Linked DNA regions of Muntiacus reevesi: region 2 is linked to region 1. A link is a contact called in public Hi-C data. All regions are on one chromosome and are shown on one strand. The core of a region is the stretch at or near the end of the contact, and the rest is flanking DNA. Distances in the headings are between cores, read along the strand shown.

Region 1 (5,984 bases), core at 858-3,357:
TGATTTCCTTTAGGATGGACTGGTTTGATCTCCTTGCTGTCCAAGGGACTCTCAAGAGTCTTCTCCAACACCACAGTTCAAAAGCATCAGTTCTTCAGCACTCAGCTTTGTTTATGGTCCAACTCTCACATCCATACATGACTACTGGAAAAACCATAGCTTTGACTAGACAGACCTTTGTAACCCTCCCATTATTTCCTCCCTATATCTCCTTCTAAGTGCCTCAGCTCTGAATTACATCATTAGCACACAAAAATATTCATATTGAAACCAAGTCTGCACAACACTGTCAAAAAATTTCAATCAAGTAAATTTGAAGATCTAATTGGTTTTATTAAATGACTCAAGAATCAGAAGGCCTCCCACTGAGCAATCAGAAGGGTGCTCCAAGGGGTTGTACAAACAGAAGTTTTTAGAGGAAAAACGGTGGGGCATGGGAGCTATTAGTAAAATTTAAAAAAAAGGATTATTTATAGGCCAGAATCTCCTTGGAGGGAAGAAAAGAAGGAACAGCAAGGTTTTCACAGCTAATTGCCTCTTCTTCCACTGAGAGGCAGGGTGGGGGTGAGGAGATAATGGAAAGGGGCCATGTGCCAGATTACTTCTTCAGTAATGACCAGGAAATTCCCAACTGGTTCATTGGATTACATTTCTGGTGATTGAATTTTGAAGTTGTGATTAAGTTAGTTATTAAATATAAATTTTGTATCAAGGGCTTTAGCACAAGTGAAGCCATTTTGGGCCTGTGGCTTTTCTCTTTAACAGCACCTACAGCTTCCAAGTGGGAATTTTTTATCTCCTGAGGTTTTTGGATGCAAAGTTTCTGTCTCCCTAGGTTAAGTCTGCCCTCCTACAACAGGAAGCACTGTTTCCCAAGGTAACTGTAAAATGCCACAACCAATACTTCTGTTTTCTTACTAATGATGCCCCAAACTCACTTTGCTCTGCCCTGGACTGTTACTGGAGATATCCAATTGCTAAACTACCCTCACCTCACAACCGCACCAAGATCCTAATTGATCCCAGTTTATCAAACAGCCTGATTCCTGCTTCCTCAGACCCTCCTCAGAATACTCCAGGAGGGAATCTGAACCTTACAAAAAGTTCTTCCCTCTTGTCCAGCACGTTCCATAATTCCACTGGGAGATGTGTTCCCTGACTTGTGCCTGGTAGTTTTAACTAAACGGACATTAACACTTTCAAACAAATTTCAGGAATTGTATTAAAGAGATACAAATTAAGTATGAGTGATTGATAGACTACTCACTTTCAGACTATTTTCTGACAACTTCCATTCCTTCAACTTTTGCCCTGTAAAATCAAAATGAATATTTACATTCCTATGCTCTATGCACTAAAATTTCTTAATAAGAGTATGATGAGATTCTTTTAGAGGCAAGGATGTCATTTTGACATCTGAAAGGAGCACATATTGTTTTGAAAAATAAAACATTACCAAAACCGATAGGATTTAAAGGGGGGAGGGAGGAAACTGTACTCCAAAATTATTATTTTCCAGTATTTTATTTCCTATTCTTCTTTAAAGGAAGGTTGAGCTATCTATGACATTGTTTTTCCACAATGGAAATCGTTTTACAGTATTTTTTTCCTAATGGTAAAATACAGTATCAACATCAGGGGTGAGGTGTCACAATTGCTGAATTGCCCTATGTCTTCAAAGTACCTAGTACACCCTTCATAGCGGCTTTCTAGAACTGTAAATTACTTAAATAATTCAGTATTTCTCACTCTATATGATGTAAATTCGAGAAGAGGAAGACAATTTTGTGTTTACCTTGTCCCTAACGTGTTACACTACCTGGCTACTAATTAATACTGATTTTAACTGTTTTAACTTCACGCACCTCGTAGCGCTCTAGCGATGCTTACGCTATTGTCTGTTCTCCGTATGAAATTTGTTTTGTTTTATTTTACGTCGTAATACTCGTCGAGTCTAAGAGTTGAAAACTACGGAGCAGAAAAGCACCTCCTCAAACCTAACCCATTCTACTGACCTACTGTAGAGCTAAAGAAAAAGCTCGAGATCTCGCGAGACCAGTTTCGCTTTGGCCCCCCGCCCTGAGGCCCAAGTGCGCATGTGTGGGTCGCCCGGAAAGTGCTGCAGTGGCTGCCGGGAGAGAGAGGAAGTCAGGAAGTAAACATTGGCGATCGTCTTCATTCTTGTCGAACTGTACCAGGGTCAGCAGCGTTGGGACCGGGTAAGGAAATCTTGTGAGAACTTGGAACGAGGAGGAGAGTGAAGGTGGAGAACTCGGGGAAGAGGGCCAGAGGCTCCTAATTCTTAGGAATATCCTCACGGGATTGATGAACGCCCGGTTGAGAAGGGAACGGGGACCGAGAACCAAGGAAGCAGCTGTCCTAGGCCTCAGTAGTGGTATTTGTGCCCAGTCAGACCAGGACTGTGTCTTTAGTGGTTTTTAAAGTAAGAATTAAAAAAAAAAAAATTAAAAAGAAAAAGTAAGAATTATAAGGTGCTGTTGGAGCTGAACTGTGCTTGTAGTTCTTAAGCGCTTGAAATGTTGACCAATCTAAATAGATGTAAAATCCGTATCAGATTTTAAAGAATTGATTTATTTTTTCCTGTGTTGAAATGAAAATGTGTTGGTAATTAGGCAAAATATTGCAAAAAACGAATTTTATCTGTTTCCTTTTGCTTTTTTAATATGCTTACGGAATATTTAAAATGACATATAGGTCTGGTGGTATATTTCTCTTGGACAGCGTTTCATTTGAGGGTTTTCAGCTTGGGTAGTGGGACATGATATGACCAAATCTGTGTTTGAAAAAATAACACTGCAGTGTGGTGAACTGATTGGCAGAAAGCAGAAGAGACTAGTAGGGAAAAGTAATACACTCAGGTTATTGATAGAAGTAGATGAATTCGAGTGATATTCAGAAAATGAAAATAACAGTACTTCATGATGAAATAGGTATGGGAATTAGCTGGAACACTTCTGAAAAGGAATGGATAGTGGTATCTTTCATCAAGAGAGGGAACAGTGGAAGAAGATTAGATTTCATAGAGAAGATTATGAATTTGAATTAAGACTAGTTGAGTTCAGATTTCTTTGAGACATCTAAGTGGAGGTACTTTGAAGTAAGCAATTGGACTGTGTTTATCTGAAGCTCAGAAAAAAGATCTGAAGTAGAGAAATAAATTGGAGAGCCAGCAGTTGTATATCGTGGCTATTGAAACCTTGGAAATAGATGAACTTGTCCTCTGGTGGAGTTTAAAGTGATGAAGGAAGCCTAGAATTGAGCCTTGAGGAGTCCAAAACTAAGTAACTGGGCAGAAGTGGAAGAACTTACGAAGGATACAGGAGGAGCAGTGATAGGGGTACAAAAAAACCCATGGGAATATGATGTCATATCAGCCAAAGGATAAGAATATATCAAAAGAAAAGGGGGAGAAATAGAACTGAACAATGTCCAGAGGACTTACCACATTGCTAACTTAGAGGTATCTTTGGAGCGGGAAGGGGAATGATTGAGAAGGGCAGCAGATAATGTGGAAATAGAGATAATGAATATAGGTGATCTTAAATCATCCGGTTTTTAAGAGGAACAGAGATAGGACCCTGTGTACTCATTAAGGATTAATGTGGTAGAAAAGTTTGAGACACATACGTAGAGAGGAAATCAGGAATATATATATGAAAGAATGAGTCTCATGAAATTTTAAATGCATGTGCATGTCTCTCCACTTAACCAATAGAGTTGAAAGCACAGCTGCAACAGTATATAAAGATTTTAGTGGAGTAGAAAGAGACCTTTCCCTTACAGATGCTTTGAAAGAAAAAGAACATATGATACATTATATATAACCCACAGTATGTGTTATTAGGGTGTACTTTTTTTTTATCATATCATTTTATTTATTGATTCATTTATTTTTATTAGTTGGAGGCTAATTACTTTACAATATTGTAGTGGTTTTTGTCATACATTGACATGAATCAGCCATGGATTTACATGTATTCCTCATCCAGATCCCCCCTCCCACCTCCCTCTCCACCAGATTCCTCTGGGTCTTCCCAGTGTTCCAGGCCCGAGCACTTGTCTCATGCATCCAGCCTGGGCTGGTGATCTGTTTCACCCTAGATAATATACATGTTTCGATGCTGTTCTCTCGAAACATCCCACCCTCGCCTTCTCCCACAGAGTCCAAAATTCTGTTCTGTACATCTGTGGCTCTTTTTCTGTTTTGCATATAGGGTTATCGTTAACCATCTTTCTAAATTCCATATATGTGCATTAGTATATTGTATTGGTCTTTATCTTTCTGGCTTACTTCACTCTGTATAATGGGCTCCAGTTTCATCCATCTCATTAGAACTGATTCAAATGAATTCTTTTTAACAGCTGAGTCATATTCCATGGTGTATATGTACCACAGCTTCCTTATCCATTCGTCTGCTGATGGACATCTAGGTTGCTTCCAAGTCCTGGCTATTATAAATAGTTCCTCAATGAACATTGGGGTGCACATGTCTCTTTCAGATCTGGTTTCCTCAGTGTGTATGCCCAGAAGTGAGATTGCTGGGTCATATGGAAGTTCTAATTCCAGTTTTTTAAGAAATCTCCACACTGTTCTCCATAGCGGCTGTACTAGTTTGCATTCCCACCAACAGTGTAAGAGGGTTCCCTTTTCTTCACACCCTCTCCAGCATTTATGGCTTTTAGACTTTTGGATAGCAGCCATCCTGACTGGTGTGTAATGGTACCTCATTGTGGTTTTGATTTGCATTTCTCTGATAATGAGTGATGTTGAGCATCTTTTCATGTGTTTGTTAGCCATCTGTATGTCTTCTTTGGAGAAATGTCTGTTTAGTTCTTTGGCCCATTTTTTGATTGGGTCATTTATTTTTCTGGAATTGAGCTTCAGGAGTTGCTTGTATATTTTTGAGATTAATCCTTTGTCTGTTGCTTCGTTTGCTATTATTTTCTCCCAATCTGTAGGGTGTACTTTTGATAGTTTCTCTGGTGAATTCAGGAAGGCCTAGTTTATTCTAATAGATATTTTTTCCTTTTCATGCAGGAGGCCAGATAACCATGTCAGCTGCAGCTGTGGATGCAGCTAATGCAGCCCCCTTGTCGGGGTCCAAAGAAATGAGTTTGGAGGAACCAAAGAAGATGACTAGAGAGGACTGGAGAAAGAAGAAGGAGCTTGAAGAACAGCGAAAATTGGGTAATGCCCCTGCAGAAGTTGATGAAGAAGGAAAGTGAGTACTTAAATTTTTTTGCAAGATCTGTTCATTCAGAATTCAAATTCATGTCTACTTAGTCTACCTATTTCTCATCCTTTGCTTTGACCAGAAACCATCTTTACCATTTCCATCATTTTTGTTTTCATTTATTGTATCAAACTCATATGTATAAAGTTTAATAAATAATAACAAAGGACTTGTAATGATAACTATAGTCCTTTTTAGTTCTTCCCACTCCCTGTCCTACTGTACACAAGTGACTACAGCTGACGTTGAACAACACAGATTTGAACTGTGTTGGTCCACTTATACTCATATTTTTCTCAGTAAGTACATGCAGTGCCACAAGATCTGCCACTGGTTGGATCTTCAGATTCCAAACCATGGATACAGAGGCCCAGCTGTGCAACTTGAGCCTCCACAGGTTTTGGTATCTGAGCTTCCACAGGTTTTGGTATCTGAGGCAGGTCCTGGAACCAGTCCCTCTCAGATACCAAGCGAGGACTGAATTTGTCAATCTGTTTTGAGTTTTTCTGGTTGATACCTCCACATTTCTAAATAACATACCTATACTACTATTATTATAATCAACTCGACATTATTAATTAATTTCTTGTTCTGATAAAAGGTTAATCTAACATATATCCCTGTCTTCCTTCATCTCTCCTACATCTTCAGTTATATGACTATTTTTAGTTTCTCTGTTCGAAATTTTTTCACTCTAATATACTTTATTTTTAACTCTTTTTATTATAG
Region 2 (5,834 bases), core at 2,653-5,152, 2.9 Mb before region 1:
GAAGGAGTGAATGATAGAGTTGCAGAAACTGAAAGGCAGTGGTAGCTTTGACTTTCCAACACACCTTCTCCAGTACAATCTTCTCCATTCTCATCAGGTCTGAAACCGTGAACCTGTACTGACTGATTCGGATCAAGTCAGTAGCCAATGGGACATTCCGTTCCTCTTCTGTTGATTTTACAGCCAAATAGAAGCAGCTTAGTCCAACACACCCAAGGTGCTTGGGCTGTACCTAAAAAGACAGTAAATCCATCTCTACCTTATTTCAATTAAAAAAAAAACATAAAGTATAATCTAGAACTCAGACCCGTCACTTTGAAAAATGTATTTGTGAGGTGAATTTCTCAGTGGCAAAGGACTTAGCAAGATCCACTGATGCCTCAACTGTAGACTGTTAACCATATGCACCCACTTGGAACCAATTTTTGAGTAAGTGGAGTAAGTTTCAGTGTAATGTTTGGCTTTTGCATGTAACAATTCTTAGTTCTTTAAATCACTGAAGAATGATAAGCAGTAAGTTACTTGGTCAAAGACTTATATGAGGACTGAAATACCTTACAGCTTATACACAAAATTTCTTTTCAGAATGTTGTGTTTTTCCAGGCTGTTTTCTTTGCAGCAATACTTGTGAAATGTTTTTAAATACTGTGACACATACTGTTTACTCTACCTGTAAAGCTCTAATCACTACCAGTCTTTTAAATTTACCCATCATTTTCTGAATGTCTACAATCAAAATTCTATCCAGTTTATTTAAAAATTTTTTTTTTTTTTTTTTTGGTTATGCTGGGTCTTCCTTGCTGTGCGGGCTCTCTCTGGTTGTGGAGAATGGGGCCTATTCTTCACTGTGGTATGTGGGTTTCTCATTGTGGTGGCTTCTCTTGTTGCAGTGCATGGGCTCCAGGGTGTGTGGGCTTCAGCAGTTGTGGCTTCTGGGGTCTAGACCACAGGCTCAGTAGCTCTGGCACATGAACTTAGTTGCTTGGCTGCATGTGAGATCTTACCAGACCAGGGGTTGAACCCAAATCTCCTGCATTGGCAGGTGGATTTTTTACCACTGAGCCACCAGGGAAGCCCTCTATCCACTTTAAGTTTCAGCTCAACTGAAGCTTTAAAAAACTTTTACCAGTATTTGGGATCTCCTCTTCTTAGAAACCCCTCAGCAATATATTTATATCTCTTTTGAAGTATAATGTAATTCTTTTCTTATTATTCCTTGTACTCATGATAGTTATAAGTGCAAACATTACTCCCACTAAGATTATAATATACTTAAGGAATAGATGCCATGTCATTCACCTGTGACACATTTAGAATTAAAGGTAGTGCCTACACATGGTGTCTAAAAGAGTTGTTTTTTTGTTTGTTTTAAAGAGTTGCTTAATCAGACTGTTGAATAAGTTTCTTGAGCCATTCAACAAACACTGAGTTCTTTCCGTATATGTTGCATTCTGTTAGGTACTTTGAATAAAACATGAGTTTCATTTTAAGTGTCACATTATCTCATTATCTACGAACAACCATGGACACAGAGAAGTCAGATGTATTTTTAATAATTAAACTCTGAAAGCTACACAGATGTCCTGCTTATCCAATACAGGGTAACAACTGTATATCTGCTCAGTCAGAAGATACTCTCTACTATATGCAAACTTAGGCTGCAAATGCCAAGCATAAGCATGACCTGGGTAAATGTAAGGCTAAACCAGTTGGAACTTTATTATATATGAATAAAGATCAAGAAATATACTCTACTGACCAGGTGATGGACAGCATCAACAAAAAGGAAAAAAAAAAAATCTAATTTTTAACCCACAATCTAGCATTCTGCCTTTAACATATTTCTTTAAAAACAACAGTAAATAAGTGAAAATACCCAAACTATCAAACAAGACTTTTAAAAACAACAGTCAACTCTCCTACTGGGAGGCTTTGCAATGATTTGATATTAGACTATTATTCAATGTCAGAAGTTAAGTCTAATAGCTGATGCATTATTCTTGATTAAAAGGAAGAATATTCATCAATGCTATAGTACACAGAATTACCAAAACATTTTGGTTACTTGCTGAAAACACACAAAGAAATGGTCGTTATGAATACCAGCCCAAAGCTGGCAATACCATCTCCAAAACACATTAAGCAAAATCACGAAATACTCAGGGTAATGTAGCTTTAAACGTACCTTCATTTTAGACAGGAATCTGTCCAGTAAATTCACAGCTAGAGAAAATGTCTCCGTGTCAAATCCAAAGAACTGAGTTAGACTAAGAAGATCTTTTACTTCAAAGTCCCTCAGTCTTGCAGTCATCCTAAGGCCATTATCATGTGCAGATTCAATTAGTCTCAAGCCGCAGACCTTTGGCTGACATCTCAACTCCTGTTCCAACAGGGCATTCAGCTGGTGTAGCAGTTTCTGAGAGTCAGTTGTTGTCAGTACCTCTATCATCTATATATAGAACAAAGCCCAGAAAGGAGTGAAAGAACAGCCCTTCCTGTCCTGCCAGGTGCCTTACAACACAGCCTCCCCTCTCTCAATGCTGTTAGTGAATCTCAGTCATTGTCAAGGGCCATCTGTTATTCTCCCCCTCCCCAACCAGTTGGTTACATCCATCCTAAATTGTGACTTCCTAGAGGGCCTTTAAAAAAAAAATGCTAATCTTCATGCCCAAACTTTGAAATGAAATGGTAGTATGTATTCTGCCACTAAGTAACAATGTGAACTATTCAAGTTAGTCAATTTTTCTTAGTCCTCAGTTCCTAATCTGTTAATAGGTTATTACCCATTTCATAGACTTATGTGAAATAAAGGTAAAGAATCTGCTTGCTATGCAGGAGAAACGAGTACGATCCCTGGGTTGGGAAGATCCTGTGGAGAAGGGAATGGCTACCCACTACAGTATTCTTGCCTGGAGAATTCTGTAACACCCGAGCCTGGAGGGCGACAGTCCACAGGGTCGCAAAGAACTGGAAACGACTGAGTGACTAACACTTTCAGTTTCAGGAGCTCAGGTATATAGCACATACAATAGGTGCCTAATAAACACCTGGACAATATTAATGAGCTTATTTATAGTCTGTAAAACGAGGCAATATCTGCCTCTCTAAATGTCTGTTAAGATTAAACAAGATGATTCAACTAGAGTTCAGCATAGTGCTTGGCACTCAGTGCTCAGCAACTGTTAACTTTTATTGATGTTACGAAAGGAAACTCAGGTGTTAAGAGCACCGGCAGTGGGGCAGGAGGCTAATCCATCCTGCAAGAGAAACCTGGGAGTTTCATTAATTTAGGGCAATAATGAACGCCTACTATGCCCCAGGCACGGATACATGGACAGTCCCTCCCCCCAACAACCAAAAGGCAGGAAGCAGAGCATCTTCAGGGCTGAGCGACGGAAGAGGTGGACAGATGCGGAATCACAATCTTCAGGGATCCAACTCTTTCGCCCCCGGGCTGGTGCCTGGGACCACGCCAACTTGACAATAAGACGGCTCGGGAGGTCTGATCTGGCCCCGCCCCTCCAGGCTCGGACTAGCCTGAACTTGTTGCTCGGTCTAGAGTTAACCGAGGAAAAGGGCGCGAGACGAACCCTCCACCCCGTCCCCTTACCCTACCCCGCGCCCCCAACCCTGCTCCGTACCTGCACCCTGCAGTCAACCCCGAAATCCTAGCTCACCTTGATCGTGACTGCAGCTCCTCAGCGGTAACCACCCTCCCCGGGCCTGCTCTCACCTCACCCCACGATATTAGATCCGAGAGGCCTACGAGGGAGAGGACTCGCGGGCAAGAGGGGACAGGCCCGGGGAGGGGGAGCCGTCTTGGGTGGGGGTCTCTGCAGCGCCGCCGAGACGACACTGCCCTTCTCCGGGTCAGTTCGGAGCCGAAGGGGCCGCGCCTGGCCTTCCGAGTATTATATTGGAGGGCGGGGCTTTCTCGCTGCGATGGGAGGGGGAAGTGGGAAGCATTTCCCCGCTAATTGGTGTAAGTCTTTTGATGGATGGCTCCTGCTGTCCAAAGAGGGCCGGTGCGTAGAGGGAAGATGTCCGGCCAATCAGCACACGCTTTTCATTATCCCCGGAGTCAAATTCTCCGCCCCTTGAGACCACGCCCCTGCCTTTAAGCGTCTCTCATTGGAGGATTTCCCCAAGTGTCTTCGCTGAAGAGGGGGAGTTAAACGCTGCGTTCACTAACCCAGGCCCGGGTAAGGCCTCTGTTGGCAGAAGGATTGGCCAGAATGTCGTTCCAGAATGTACTGGGAGTTTTCATTCTGTTCCGTTTAGTAGAGTGGTTCTGCTGTCTTTGTAAAAACACAGTGGCTAGTTCTAACAAAAAAGTGAAGCCCCTATTTTTCATTACAGATGGAGAGGTGGTGGGTTTTCTGTGGTGTGGTTTATTAAGTTTCTAGAAGTTTCCCCATGTGCGCTTTGGAAATCACTGGTTCCTTGCCTTATTTTGCTTTTTGTAAAATTTAATCAAAGAGTGGAGTTGGGCTACGTAGGTTCTTGGTCTTCCTCCAATCTCCTGAATTTGAATTGTGAACAAATTAGAAAAGTTGGTAGTTCTTTAGGGGCTTAAAACAAAAGGTATGTGGTTGACCCTTAAGAGGAATAAGTAGACAAGAATGATTGCAGTGATTAAAAATCTGAGTCCACAGATCTCGTGTGTGAAGCGACATTCGTCTTTTTATTTACTGGCCATGAACTTAATTTCTGCTTTTGAGCCTCTGCCGTGTAAGTGGGAAAATAATTAGCTTGAAGCGTTCCTGGACTCTTTCCCTCCTTTTTCCCCTGTTCTCACAAATGCGAAGGGTCTGCATTAAAAAGGGGTTGAGGATTGGAGAAGGAGGAGTTGGTTATCATTTCTCACGGACTGTATGTACTTTGATATCTGTTCCCATGGCCTCTTCCTGTTAGTGGCTACCTGGGCTTTGAAAAAATGAGATTCTGAAAGGACATGTCTGTTGTTTACCCTGCCAGATGCTTCCCCGAGGCAAATGACGCAGAACCAAGCCTTGAAACGGGGGCAGAGTTGTGAGGAGAAAAAGGTAGGGAAAACCGGGGAGAAAAAGTTAATGCCTCAAAAATATGATCTCTAAAGCGTCACTGGGTCCGTTCCTCAAAGCTCCACTTTGTCAAAGCTCCGTTTGTCAAAGCTCCGACCAATGAAGGGTTCTTGGTCCTCCTTGAAAATAAACTCATGTAATGAGTATAAAAAGGCAATTTAAAACATTTTAAAAATTCTTTTTACGGTAATGCGTGAGTTTACAAATGTACATATTTCTGCTTTAGTAACAAAGGAACAAATTAGGAACCAAATTAGGAGTATAGGTATATACATATGCACTTTTCCACTATTTATTGAAGATGTATTGTATGCCCGTGGAGGATGGGATATACTAGTTCCTGTCATTGTGGCACGTGTAGTTTTGTGGGTAATATAAAGCGATGTTCTTTGAAGTCACAGATTACTAACTAGGTTTTAGACTTTTAGCAACTTTTTAATCACATTAAGTTTCCATTGTCGTTTCTTAAAAAAATAGGAACTAAATGCACTTTATTCATAGTGTTATCGGGAGGATTAAATAATACAAAGTACATAAAGAGGTAGGCATTATGCCCAGAGCACAGTAAGTACTTGATAAATAGTATCCTTTATTGCTAACATTTCTTTTGAAATGTTGTGCTTAAAGATGTATTTCACTCTGTTTTATCTATTTTAGCCTTAGTCTTCTAGAATCAGAGTATTAGAATTGTTTGTTATTGTTGTTGTTTAGTCGCTAAGTCATGTCTGACTCTTTGCAAACCCGTGGACTGTAACCCACCAGGCTCCTCTA

What was found. A called contact is a pair of places that touch in the nucleus more often than the background predicts.
Region 2: a Hi-C map of muscle shows a contact between it and region 1, with 8 times the contacts expected there. The contact joins the promoter of CCNG1 here to the promoter of SLU7 in region 1. A contact is called at or near these places in 2 of 3 Hi-C or Micro-C datasets (blood and muscle).

Annotation. Positions count from the first base shown.
Region 1 is chr1:249,193,977-249,199,960 of mMunRee1.1, reverse strand. SLU7 (SLU7 homolog, splicing factor) reads left to right here and starts at 2,107. Exons shown (of 16, transcript XM_065919036.1): 1 at 2,107-2,219; 2 at 5,060-5,243. The coding sequence starts at 5,074.
Region 2 is chr1:252,105,398-252,111,231 of mMunRee1.1, reverse strand. It overlaps CCNG1 (cyclin G1), which reads right to left and starts at 3,902. Exons shown (of 7, transcript XM_065919038.1): 1 at 3,678-3,902; 2 at 2,186-2,449; 3 at 1-232. The coding sequence starts at 2,449.